Linked DNA regions of Urocitellus parryii: region 2 is linked to region 1. The links are chromatin contacts, called in public Hi-C maps. All regions are on one chromosome and are shown on one strand. Each heading gives the region's core, a stretch centred on a gene start, on an enhancer-like site or on the middle of the called end of the contact. The rest is flanking DNA. Distances are from core to core; before and after follow the strand shown. Region 1 holds the start of Npl (N-acetylneuraminate pyruvate lyase). Region 2 holds the start of Rgs16 (regulator of G protein signaling 16).

The links. A called contact is a pair of places that touch in the nucleus more often than the background predicts.
Region 2: a Hi-C map of liver shows a contact between it and region 1, with 2.4 times the contacts expected there. The contact joins the promoter of Rgs16 here to the promoter of Npl in region 1. A contact is called at or near these places in 2 of 2 Hi-C or Micro-C datasets (liver and muscle).

What each region holds. Positions count from the first base shown.
Region 1 is chr9:132,170,162-132,175,161 of mUroPar1.hap1, reverse strand. Npl (N-acetylneuraminate pyruvate lyase) reads left to right here and starts at 1,526. Exons shown (of 12, transcript XM_077802390.1): 1 at 1,526-1,741.
Region 2 is chr9:132,352,086-132,357,497 of mUroPar1.hap1, reverse strand. Rgs16 (regulator of G protein signaling 16) reads right to left here and starts at 3,153. Exons shown (of 5, transcript XM_026392860.2): 1 at 3,019-3,153; 2 at 2,082-2,192; 3 at 1,279-1,340; 4 at 830-996. The coding sequence starts at 3,062.

The DNA.
Region 1 (5,000 bases), core at 277-2,776:
TTAACATTCCTAATGGTTCCAGTTTCCAGATGGTATGCCTTGCCACAGCATCCCCCATGCTGTGACCCTGTCAGACAGCGGGTGCAGGAATGCCTTCACCAGGTGGACTTGCAAGTTCCAGGGCAGATCAGCCTCAGAAATTTAGAAAGACCCTATCTCAATTTTTTTTAATTAAAAGAGTATTTAGGAAAAAAAAAAAAACCACATATGTTATGTCCATGTACAAATATACCACAATAAATCCCACTTGTATATATATTGATGAAGCACCGATTAAAATAATAGTAGAAGGGAGATCAGTTGAGCAAGTGGATCAGGGGAAGAGAGGAAATGAGGGAATGGGAAGTGTACGGAAAGAAGCAAATGAAGATAACAGGGGCCGTGGCTCAACAGTAGCAGGTTTATTTGGGACAAACCTGGGGATGAGGGCCAGTAGAGACTGGGACCCTTTTCCACTTACAGTAGATAACAGGGGCATGAGGACCGGGGGAATTTTTATGATTAGTCGGTTGCTAGGGGTTGTCAGGAAAGTGCCTTTTGGTCACTTTCTTTGAGGTGATCACTGCCCCATGTGGAACCATGTGTTTTCCGGGATTCAGTACTAGATACATTAATTTCCTTTCTTTGCAAGATGGTGAAGTATCGTCTGGGTTTTAAGGTCAGGCTGAGTCAGCGTAACCGTGAAGTGACTCTTGCTAAGATGGAGGAAATGTTTCAAAATGGGACTGCCTGTGTCAAGTTCTACCTAACTGGAAGATACTGGGGAATGAGGTTAATCAAATTGTAATGAATCCCACTATTATATATAATTATAATCTTAAAAAAAAAAAAAGCTTGAGATGTAGCTCAGTGGTTTAGCAAGGGTGTGGGGGCTTGGGTTCCATCGCCAGTAGCATTTGCATCACAAACAAATAACGCTTCTAGACATTTCTACAAGTACAGACATTTTATTTTAAAAAAAATACAAAACAAAACGTTTCCCTTTCAAAACTCTTCCAATTGTTCTCCAGCATACACCAGAAAACCTCCTGCATCAGTAGCTAAGCCATTTCTAAATCCGCCATCTCCTTCGCCCAGGAGAGCGAGCCAGGCTGGGGCAGCGGCGGGGCCTGAAGAGAGCCAGGCCTGATGGGCAGCGGGGTCCCCCAGGCTTGGTAAAGGCAGCCCGGACCTCACACCGCAGAGGCACCAATACCGGGTCTGGCAGAAACGGGGCCAGAGAAGAAAAGCTAAGACCGAGGAACCGAGCGGCAAGGGCCGGGCGCCGAAGGGGCAGGGAGAGGCTTCGTGGGCTCCGCGCCCCCAGCCCCTGGTCGGAGGCTTTGACTCCCGGGGCACCGGACTTGGCGCCGACCGCATTTCGGAGCACAGTTAAGGTCACCCCGGCGGAGGAGGCGACTCAGGGCCACTCCGGCTCGGGCGGCGCGCCGCGGGCGGGGCCGTGGAACTACAATCCCCAGGCGCCCGAGCGCGGCACGTGGTCCTGCGCCAGCCGACTTAAAGAGCGCGTCCTGGGCGCCCGGGACCGAGGCGCGTCGTGCGCGGCTCCGCTGCGAGGACCGGCGGGCGCAGGCAGACGAGGCGCTCGCGTTCCTGCCCAGAGGCGCGGGGAACAGGCGCTGGGGTCGGTGAGACCGCGCGACCCGAGCCCAGAAGGAAGCAGATACACTGGGGAATGCAGCAGAGCGAGTGTGAATGCGACACCCTCCCGGCCCGGGCAAGTGTCACTCCCCCGGCTTCGGTAGGGACCGCGTAGTCGGGTCTCCGAGGATCCTTGTCTCAAAATGATCAGTTAGCCTTTGAGCCGAAGGGATTCTAACGATTACACATGAAAAATTGGTTCTATTTCTGCCTTTTCTTTTTTTCAAATGTCTCTACTTCTTCTTCTCCTTGGGCAAAGCTAGATTTTCCCCCTCCCCTTTTAAAAATTTTATGTTTTTTTTTTTTTAACTTTGCCTTTCTCTAGAGAATTTTGACTTAAGCCACTTGAGTTCTTTGCAGTTCTTATCTGTGGATACAGGTGTAAGTTTTTAATAAAAACTTCAGTGTTTTAATAATTACATTCTAAATTCACATTAAGCCTTGGGCTGGAGAACATTTTTACCATTTGCTCTTGATAAAAGCTATCAAGAAAGGATAACATCCCAAGGTGTATTTTGAAACTCGAATTTTGAAAATATTGTTCATCCTGTGTTAAAATTGGGCTCTTGTACCCCTTCTTTTTCTATAGGATTTTAACACCTCACTAAGTCAGCAAGTGTTCTTTATTTAGTGCATTGCTTTCTGCAAAGATAAAATTTTGAAGCTCTTCCTACCCTCAGATGGCTGGCAGTGGAGGAGAGGAACCCAAACTTTCCTGCTTCTAACTCTGTCAGGAGGTTTTTATGAAAAGCAAGTGTTAGGAGGAAATTCTGAGGGTTAAGAAATAATTTTCAGCTGGGAGGACCAGGGAATTCACTGGCTTTTAAAGTGAGTTTTTTAAAGGTGGCTAAACTGAGGGGACTGCAGTGGGAGTACCTTGGGAACAAAGACTAGCAGGCCAGGGCCAAGAGGAGCCACAGGGAGCAGTTAATATACAGTTTTGGCTGGTGCACTGGACTGTGGGGACAGGCCAGGGAGTTGGCCCCAGGAATGTTCCAGCTCCTGGAGGATGCATCTGGCAGCCCCTGTGGCTTGAAGAAGAGAGTGGTTCCCAGTCCCTAACCTGTATTCTCCAAGCCCTATGTTTTGAACTACTCAAGTGGCAATTAATTTGATTTATTTCAACTAAAGACAGAACATCCTGAGACTATCAGGATTACTAAGTATGAAATAAATGCAGCCCTAAGCAGAAACCAGAAGTCTGTTTAGCCTGAACCTGCTAGTAGTGTTTGATTTAGGAGACTTTTGATGCCAGCTTAAGTGCTGGGCACTCCTATCATTTGAACCTTGTTGCACTTTGATGGGCCCCATGGGCCAAGGGTTATGTCCACTGGTCTAGATAAGCAGTAACAAGAAATAAGTCATGAGAAGGGCGGTAAAGGAGAGAAAGAATTGCCAGGGGAAAAGATAGCAAAACTGAAATGCCTCAGTTCCTGAATAGACAGGCATAGAGAGGCTTGAGGAGGAGATGCCAGCAGAATGTGTATACCTGGGAAGATGGTGCTGGGAAAGGAATCATAATACCTGTGCCATCTTTTTATGTTCATCAGGCAAGACTTCATGGAGGGCACTGAACATGTACTAGCTATGTGCCTGGCACTGTTGTCAAGCATGTTACATTTAATTTCTCAACTACCCTATGAAACATATCCCCATTTACAGAAGGGTAACTAAGCACAGAGAGGTCATGTAACAGGCCAAAGTTTGCCAGGATGCGGACCCATGAAGTTCAACTCCAGAGCTGGCCCTCTAATCCCTCTACTAAAAGGAACAGAGGGAAAAAGCTTTTAGAGGACGACTGGTAGGCCCACTTGGAGTATCTTGAGTTAATAATATGCTTGTAGGAGTGCCAGGTGAAGACACACAGCAGGAGAAGTGTCTCACTCATGTGATGCTTGACATTCCTGTGGTATACGTGGGGCCTCCCAGGTTCAGAGGCCAAGTGACCTGCCCATAGTAATGAAGGTGGTCATAGGAGGCCCAAGGACTAGAACCCCATCTTGTGATTTCTTGTCTTGTGTTTTCCCTGTGGATCAGGTGATTATATTTATCTTTATAAACTTCCAACATAATTTTAGTCTCAGGTTTTAACTAGGAAATGACAGAGAAATCCTAGCATCCTGTCGCTCAATCTAGGCTCTCCTTCATTGCTCTTCAGCACAGAGGAGCACTGCATGCAGTGCTTAAGCTTGATGTCGGGAGCTAGTGTTGCTGGGAACACGTCAGTTTACAAGGAAAGGTATGTTGGCTTGTCACGGAAGCAATTAGTGTTTCTCAAGGGTTCACCTGAGCTAGGACTCTCTGTCCAGAAGTTGATTCTCATTTAGGGAGATGAGGTTCACAGTTATAAGATGAGCAGACAGAATGAGTTTGTTCATAATTAAGTCCTATGTTGGGCTGGAGATTAGCTCAGTTGATAGAGTGCTTGCCTTGCATGCACAAAGCCCTGAGTTCAGTCCCCAGCACCACAAAAAAAAAAAAAGTGCTATGTTATCTGGGCCAGATCTCAGTGTAGTGGCATTGGATTTTTAATGTGCCTGAAATGTCAGAACTATAACATATCTCCTCTTGTTGATCACTTGTCTGTATCACTGTTATTTGCTAGAAGCCTACTTTTGTATAATAGTCACAAAATACTATCTGATTATTGTTTATTTTCTTCTCTGACTTTAGACGTTGCATATGTGGCTTCAAATCACATTTGTGGCTTTTCTGTCTTATAGCTCAAAAAATAATAATGTGTCTATAACTAGCAAGAGGCAGAGCTGAGAGTTGAAGCAGGCAGTTTGCCCACAGAACCCAGGCTGTCAAGCACTGTGCTCCATTGGCTGTGTTGGGTCTCCTACACGGTTTACAGACAGTTGCATTCTGCCAGTGGAAGGGTCCTTTGGCTGCCATGAGTGTGGGGTTGACTTAGCAGTGAGCGTCCCCTCCAAGAGGCTTCATCCTCCTGCTACAGTCTGAGCACCTCATTCATCCAACCAAGTAGTTATCGCTTGATAATAGATATCAAGCAAAGGGCTCAAGTCAGGGAGAAAAAGTCCAGTGGAACACTCCCTGACCTCCCTTGGAAGTCTGCTGCAATAGGAAAGAGAGAGGTGAATATGAGGTTTACATGTTCTACTAGAACTCGGAAAACTGGGCAAGACTGGTCAAAATTGGAATATGAAAGGATATTAGGCAAATGTTACTGAAGATTGTTGTAAGTCACACTGAAACCTTAAGACTGATTGTAAGTGCTGGTTTTAGGTGAGACTCCAGTTTAACAGAATGAAAACATGGAGAAAGAAAAGAGCATTTTGTTTCTGAACATATTTCAATTTTAGTAATTATTTATATGTTTTTCTTACCTGAATCGG
Region 2 (5,412 bases), core at 1,904-4,403, 180 kb before region 1:
CCTCCCCTAATTCTTTCAACGCTCTGTTCCTGTGTCACCTTTTCCAACAGCCCATTCATGGCTTCCTTTATGAAGCTGAAAGACCTCCCCTCCCTCACTCCACTGCTCCATACCTCCACTCCCTCTCCGCTTGCCTGCTTTGTCTCTAAAACAGCACAAGTCACCGGCTCGCTTATATTTGTTTAATTGGTTATTGGCATCTTCCCCATTAGAACATAAATTTCATCAGGGTAGGGGGTGATTTGTTCACTACTATCTCCACTGAGACTTTAACGGTCAGTACCTTGCGTGTAACTGGTGTTCCATAATGTGGAATAAATCAAAGTGGTCAGAACACCAAATACAAAATGTGATCCCTTCTTTCTCCACCAGGTGGCCCCATGTTCTTTATCAAAAGCAGCCGCCATGCAGAAACAGCCAGAAGGGAAGGCTGAATTGCAAAAGACTCGGGGACCACAGAGCCGGAGGCCTAAGACAGGGCAGCCAGGGACTGAGCCAGGCTACACGAGGTCTCATTCATGACTTTGTCTCCCCAGTTAGTAAATGTGTTGAAAAAAAATCAATTTACAAAGGTGGTCATGGGCAGAAACCAGAAAAACCTGTTGACCCATCCTGCCTGGTTATGAATCTGAAGGGGGCAGCACCGAGCAATAGCATACCGCCTGGTTTTTCTAGTCTCTGGCCACAGAAGCCCACTCCTCCAGTGACAAAGAAGACCTCTCCAATTTAAAACCCAATCCTTCACCTGCTGGCTTCCTACTATTCCTTGTTCTAAAGGGGAAGGGGCAGGCAGGGTCTGGAGGATCCATGGCCATGTCAGGGCACTGACCTCTTTAGGGGCTTCGCTGCGAATGAACTCATCAAAGATGCGGTGAGCCCTGGAGGCCAGCTTGGCAGCTGATCGGATCTTCTTGAACTCCTCGCAGGCCAGCCAGAACTCCAGGTTCTCCTCGCTGAACTCTGTCTTCAGGAAGGCGTGGAAAGCAGCCACTCCATCTGGGGTTGAGGGGAGAAAGGAGGAAACAGGTCAGACTGGGGACAGTGAGGAATAAAAGAAGAAAAGACAGCAATTGCAATAATGGCTCTATTTTTAGGATGTAATTTTCTCAAACAAGGACCTGCCTTTGTATTTTGAAAAGAGGCTGGCACACTAGGGGATCATGTTATTATTACTACTACTATTCTTTCGCCCGTGCTTTCAGCATCCCTCGGACTGGCTCCAAAGCACATGAGTACACATGTGTCATCCACAGACAGACACAACAGAGTCCTACTTACTTTTACTGCTCAGCAGTAAGTCAAAGGACTCTTTCCATCCCAGCACGTCTTCTGAGAAGCTTCTACTAGGGGAAAAAAAAAGTCAATATTTTAAAATTAAAGCAAAACAACAACAACAAAAAAGCATAGCCCAAATCCTAGCCAGAACCCTGATGAGAAGCTGCATAATTCACACAAAAACTTGCTCAGTGATTTATCAAGCTGACTCCTCAAACTCTTAGCTAGAGCCAGGATAAATGGTGGTGTCAATTCAGTGATCAGAAACCAAAGTCAGGGACCCTTTAATCCTCAGTGAGTATCTTTAAGGCTGTTTCTTAGCTTCCAAAATTGCTTCCATTTCCCTGACTCTGAGAGCTTTGTTGTGTACACCTCCACAAGGAATAAGGGCCTTGTATAGGAATTGTATCACCCCAGAGCCCAGTGCAGCTCCTGGCCCAGTTGATGTTAGTATGAAAGGGTTTCTAGGCAAGGTGCACACTAATGGAAGTAGAGTCATTAATAACTACTTCAAGTGGCCCTGGACCCTGTCCTATCCCCAGCTATATGTACTGTGAATTCCCAGAAGGGAGCATCTAGTAACTGTTCATGACCTGAGTGCAGTCAACTGTTGGTAGACTTAGAAGCCTAAAGCCACCAACCCACTCTCCCCTGAGTCAAGTGGCCACCAGACCAATAAGAAGTCCCATTAACATCTTAAGGGAGGGGTTGCCAAGGTTCACCCTAGCATGTCCTAGTTTCTTCTTGTATTCTCCTTCTTAGGCTCCCTCCCTGCTAGGAGCCCTGGGTTGGATGGCAGGACTTACCTCTCTTTGTTGTGTTTACTGCTCCACTCGAACTTGCCAACATTCCCAGAATCAGAGCCCAGCTCTGATTTGTGAAGAAAGATTCCCAGACGTGTCTTGAATTCTTTGGCTCTGAAAGACAAATCATGAGCATGAAAGGATTCTCCATTGACCCAGTCAGCACAGACAGGTTTGTGGGGTCCCAGAAGAGCTCTGCCACCCAAATTTCAGCCTCAAGAGCTCCTGGAAATGCTTGGCTGTTCCCAGGGCCCAAACTGTGCTTCTCTTTTTAGTATCTTCAAGCCTGAAGCAACAGCAGCAATGTCTGAACTGTGCCCTGGTAGGTCAACTCTTTCTGGGTTTACAGTCCTGCCCATATAGAGTTTTTTCCTACTTAAAAAGTAAGATCTTTGTGCCATTTAGCATCCCCTAAGCTTGTCAGGAGAATTTCTGGAACTGCGAGGAAATTGATTCCCGCCTTCATCTTTAACTTTTCCTTCCTGAGACACCAATTCCATGGAAGCTGCATAATAGCTCTCTAGGAAGTTCACACATCCCTCGCTGGTGGGACATGAGTAAGACTTCCCTGCCCTCCCAGAAGTAAAAGAAGTCCAGCGCCCATCCCTGCGCTGTGCAATCAAAACCAAGTGTACAAGAAACTGGGACAGGCTCAGTGCTGCCTGGAGGCGACAACGTGGTCATCCAGCAGAGAGATCTTGGGCAGGCTTACCGCCCTTTGTCAGAGAATGGGGAACGCAACGCAGCACACAACGGGCCTCGGCTTCCCTTCGCTTTTCCTACTCCCTGTTGGTGGTATCAAGTTGCCCTCTGGCTCGCCACTCAAGTCACTAGAGTCCCATTCCCCCGTCCACTCAAGTCCCCAAGCCTGCCGCTCTGCTCCCTAAGAGTTGGCGGGGCTTGGCCTCCTTCCCCCGGTAGCTAGACAAACTCCTCTTACCTCTCCAGACAGGTGGTGGGGAAGGTGGCCAGGGTGCGACACATGGTTGCAGGCGCTGGGCAGCACGTCCTGAGGAGGATGGTGGCGGGTTCCAGGGGACTCGCGAGGGGCAAGCGGAGGCCTTCACTTGCACTGGCCGGGTCTGTCAGCCTGCATGCGCCTGGCCGGGCTGCCCGGGCTTTTATTCCCTCGGAGGGGCGGGGTGGGGCGGGGCGGGGCGCCGCTGACCAATCAGAGGGCGTGGCTGGGCGCCGCGAGGGCGGAGGCGGGGCCGAGGCCCCACGTGGGAGGGCGAGACTGGCACACACGGGGTCTGCGGCGGGCGGGCGAGCGGGGCTGCCCCCTCCTGCCCGGGATGTAGCGTGGCGAGCCAGGAGCTGCAGGGAGAAGGCGGAGGGGGGACGCACCGCCCCAGCATGGTAGGGAAAAACCCGGCGACCTCTAGTAAAAGCTGGAAACTGACACGGCGGTGTCAGGAGGGTTCGTGTGGAGGTGGCGGGTCGGGAAGGGCGACACGGGGGCGAACGCAGAAATGTCTGAGCCTCTTGAATCTTGAAGGACAGGAGCACAGGGTGCAGCTCGCCCGTGACTGTACAGTTAGCTGCCAGTTAAATTATCCTCCTCCTCATCATCCTGCCCATTTTATAGATGAAGAAACAGAAGCTCTAAAAGCTACAGAGTTGCCCAATCAGAATTGGAAATAGCAAATATGTAGGGGCACTTTTTACTAGACACAGAGAAGTTAAACTGCTCAAAGTTTTACAGTTAGTTAAGTGTTGGTGCCTTAATTCAGGGCTTCATCATGGTTTTCCAACTGCCATAAAGAGAAAGAGAAGGGGAAAAAAAAATCTCAGAACCTCTGTAACTGAATGACCCTGGGTTTAAGCAGGATCAATAAGCTAGCTCAGGGTCCCCATCCTCAAGACACAGGTAATAAATGCTCTGTCTCTTATCATCTTCCCATAAAAGAATTATAGTCTCCCCCACTGCCCCTCAGTTCCTATGGGGATTGCTATTAAGAGGCTGAAGTGAAGTGAAGGGTACAGGTCCAGAGCTAGATTTTCAGGTTTCAAATCATGGCTCTGATATTTGCTGATGGGAGACCTGGAGCAAACTTCTTCACCTTTCCATGCCTCAATTTCCTTGTCTTTAAGATGAGACACCAGTACACTTATTTCATAAGGTTGTTGTGAGGACTACACCGGTTTATTCTTGGTTTTCGTTCCCCCAGAAAACATGCTCAGGCAGAGGCTGAGGAGGTTTGCTGGGGAGAGGGAGGAGGAGTGAATGCCATGCCATTTCAGCAACCCCCAGCTGGGCCCAGAGGGTGCTCTGGGGTTCAGTTGACCCTTCATTAGGTTTTCCACTGAAGGGAGGGGACACATCTTTGTACCCCTGCATCTCTGCAGCTGCCTGGAGAAATGGCCTAATCTTAAATAAGATTTAAGCTTATTTAAGCTTCCCTCTATCCAGAACAACTCCTGGAAAAAAAGCTACAGTGGACATCAGACTGGGAGTTGGTGGCCAGAGTCCTGGGTGGCAAGCCACAGCATCCTCAGCAACATGTAAGGTGCATAGAACAGGCTCAGCATGCAGTCGGCACTCCATAAGTGCTAGCTTTCAGTTTTACTTATAAGGATACTGGAATTTTAGAGAATAAGGAAAATAGTAAGTATTTTTGTGTCTCTCGGGATGTAGGTTTTTATTTCATAAGAGGCATCTTGACAGCTGCTGATCCTCAGCAAGGCCTGCTTTGTGTTTCTAGAAGTAAAGGGTCAGAAAAGAGAGAAACACGGAGGTTCCCACCCGAGAGCTCTCAGCAAGCAGACCAAGGAAAGGTGGCAGGGGAAGGAAGGGGAAAACCACGGTGGGGGTGGGGGTGAGCTTGTGGTTGAGGCCGCTACAGCAACAGAAGCCCAAATCAGAATACTGTGTGGGATCTTTTGTCAAAGCAGATCCCCTTGTTGAGCCAAGGCCTGTGGAAGATACCCAGTGAGTCAAAACCGTGCACTCTGAATTGCCAATCATAGTCCTTCCCAGACCTCCCCGTTAGCTGGTGCAGGCAGGTGCCACAGCAGCCCTCACATGGCAGTGCCATCTCAGACGCCAGCCTCCGCCCTCATTCCCATCTTGCCAGCCAGGCTCTCACTCTGTCTTCCTCACAGGTCCAGGGCTGGATGAATGCAGGGCAGCGGCATGCAGCCAGGCAAAACGGGGGGGCCACCTTGTTGAACCACTTTGCTTCTCAGCGGTCCTTCATCTACGTAGTGAGGCAGCCAGCCCCAGCCGGTCAGCAGGGCATTCTGCTGGAGGGGTTGGCCAGCTGGGGTGAGAATTGGTTCACCCATACTTCTGGTGTCCCTAGGCATGCTTTTATGATGCAGCTGCCAGGGG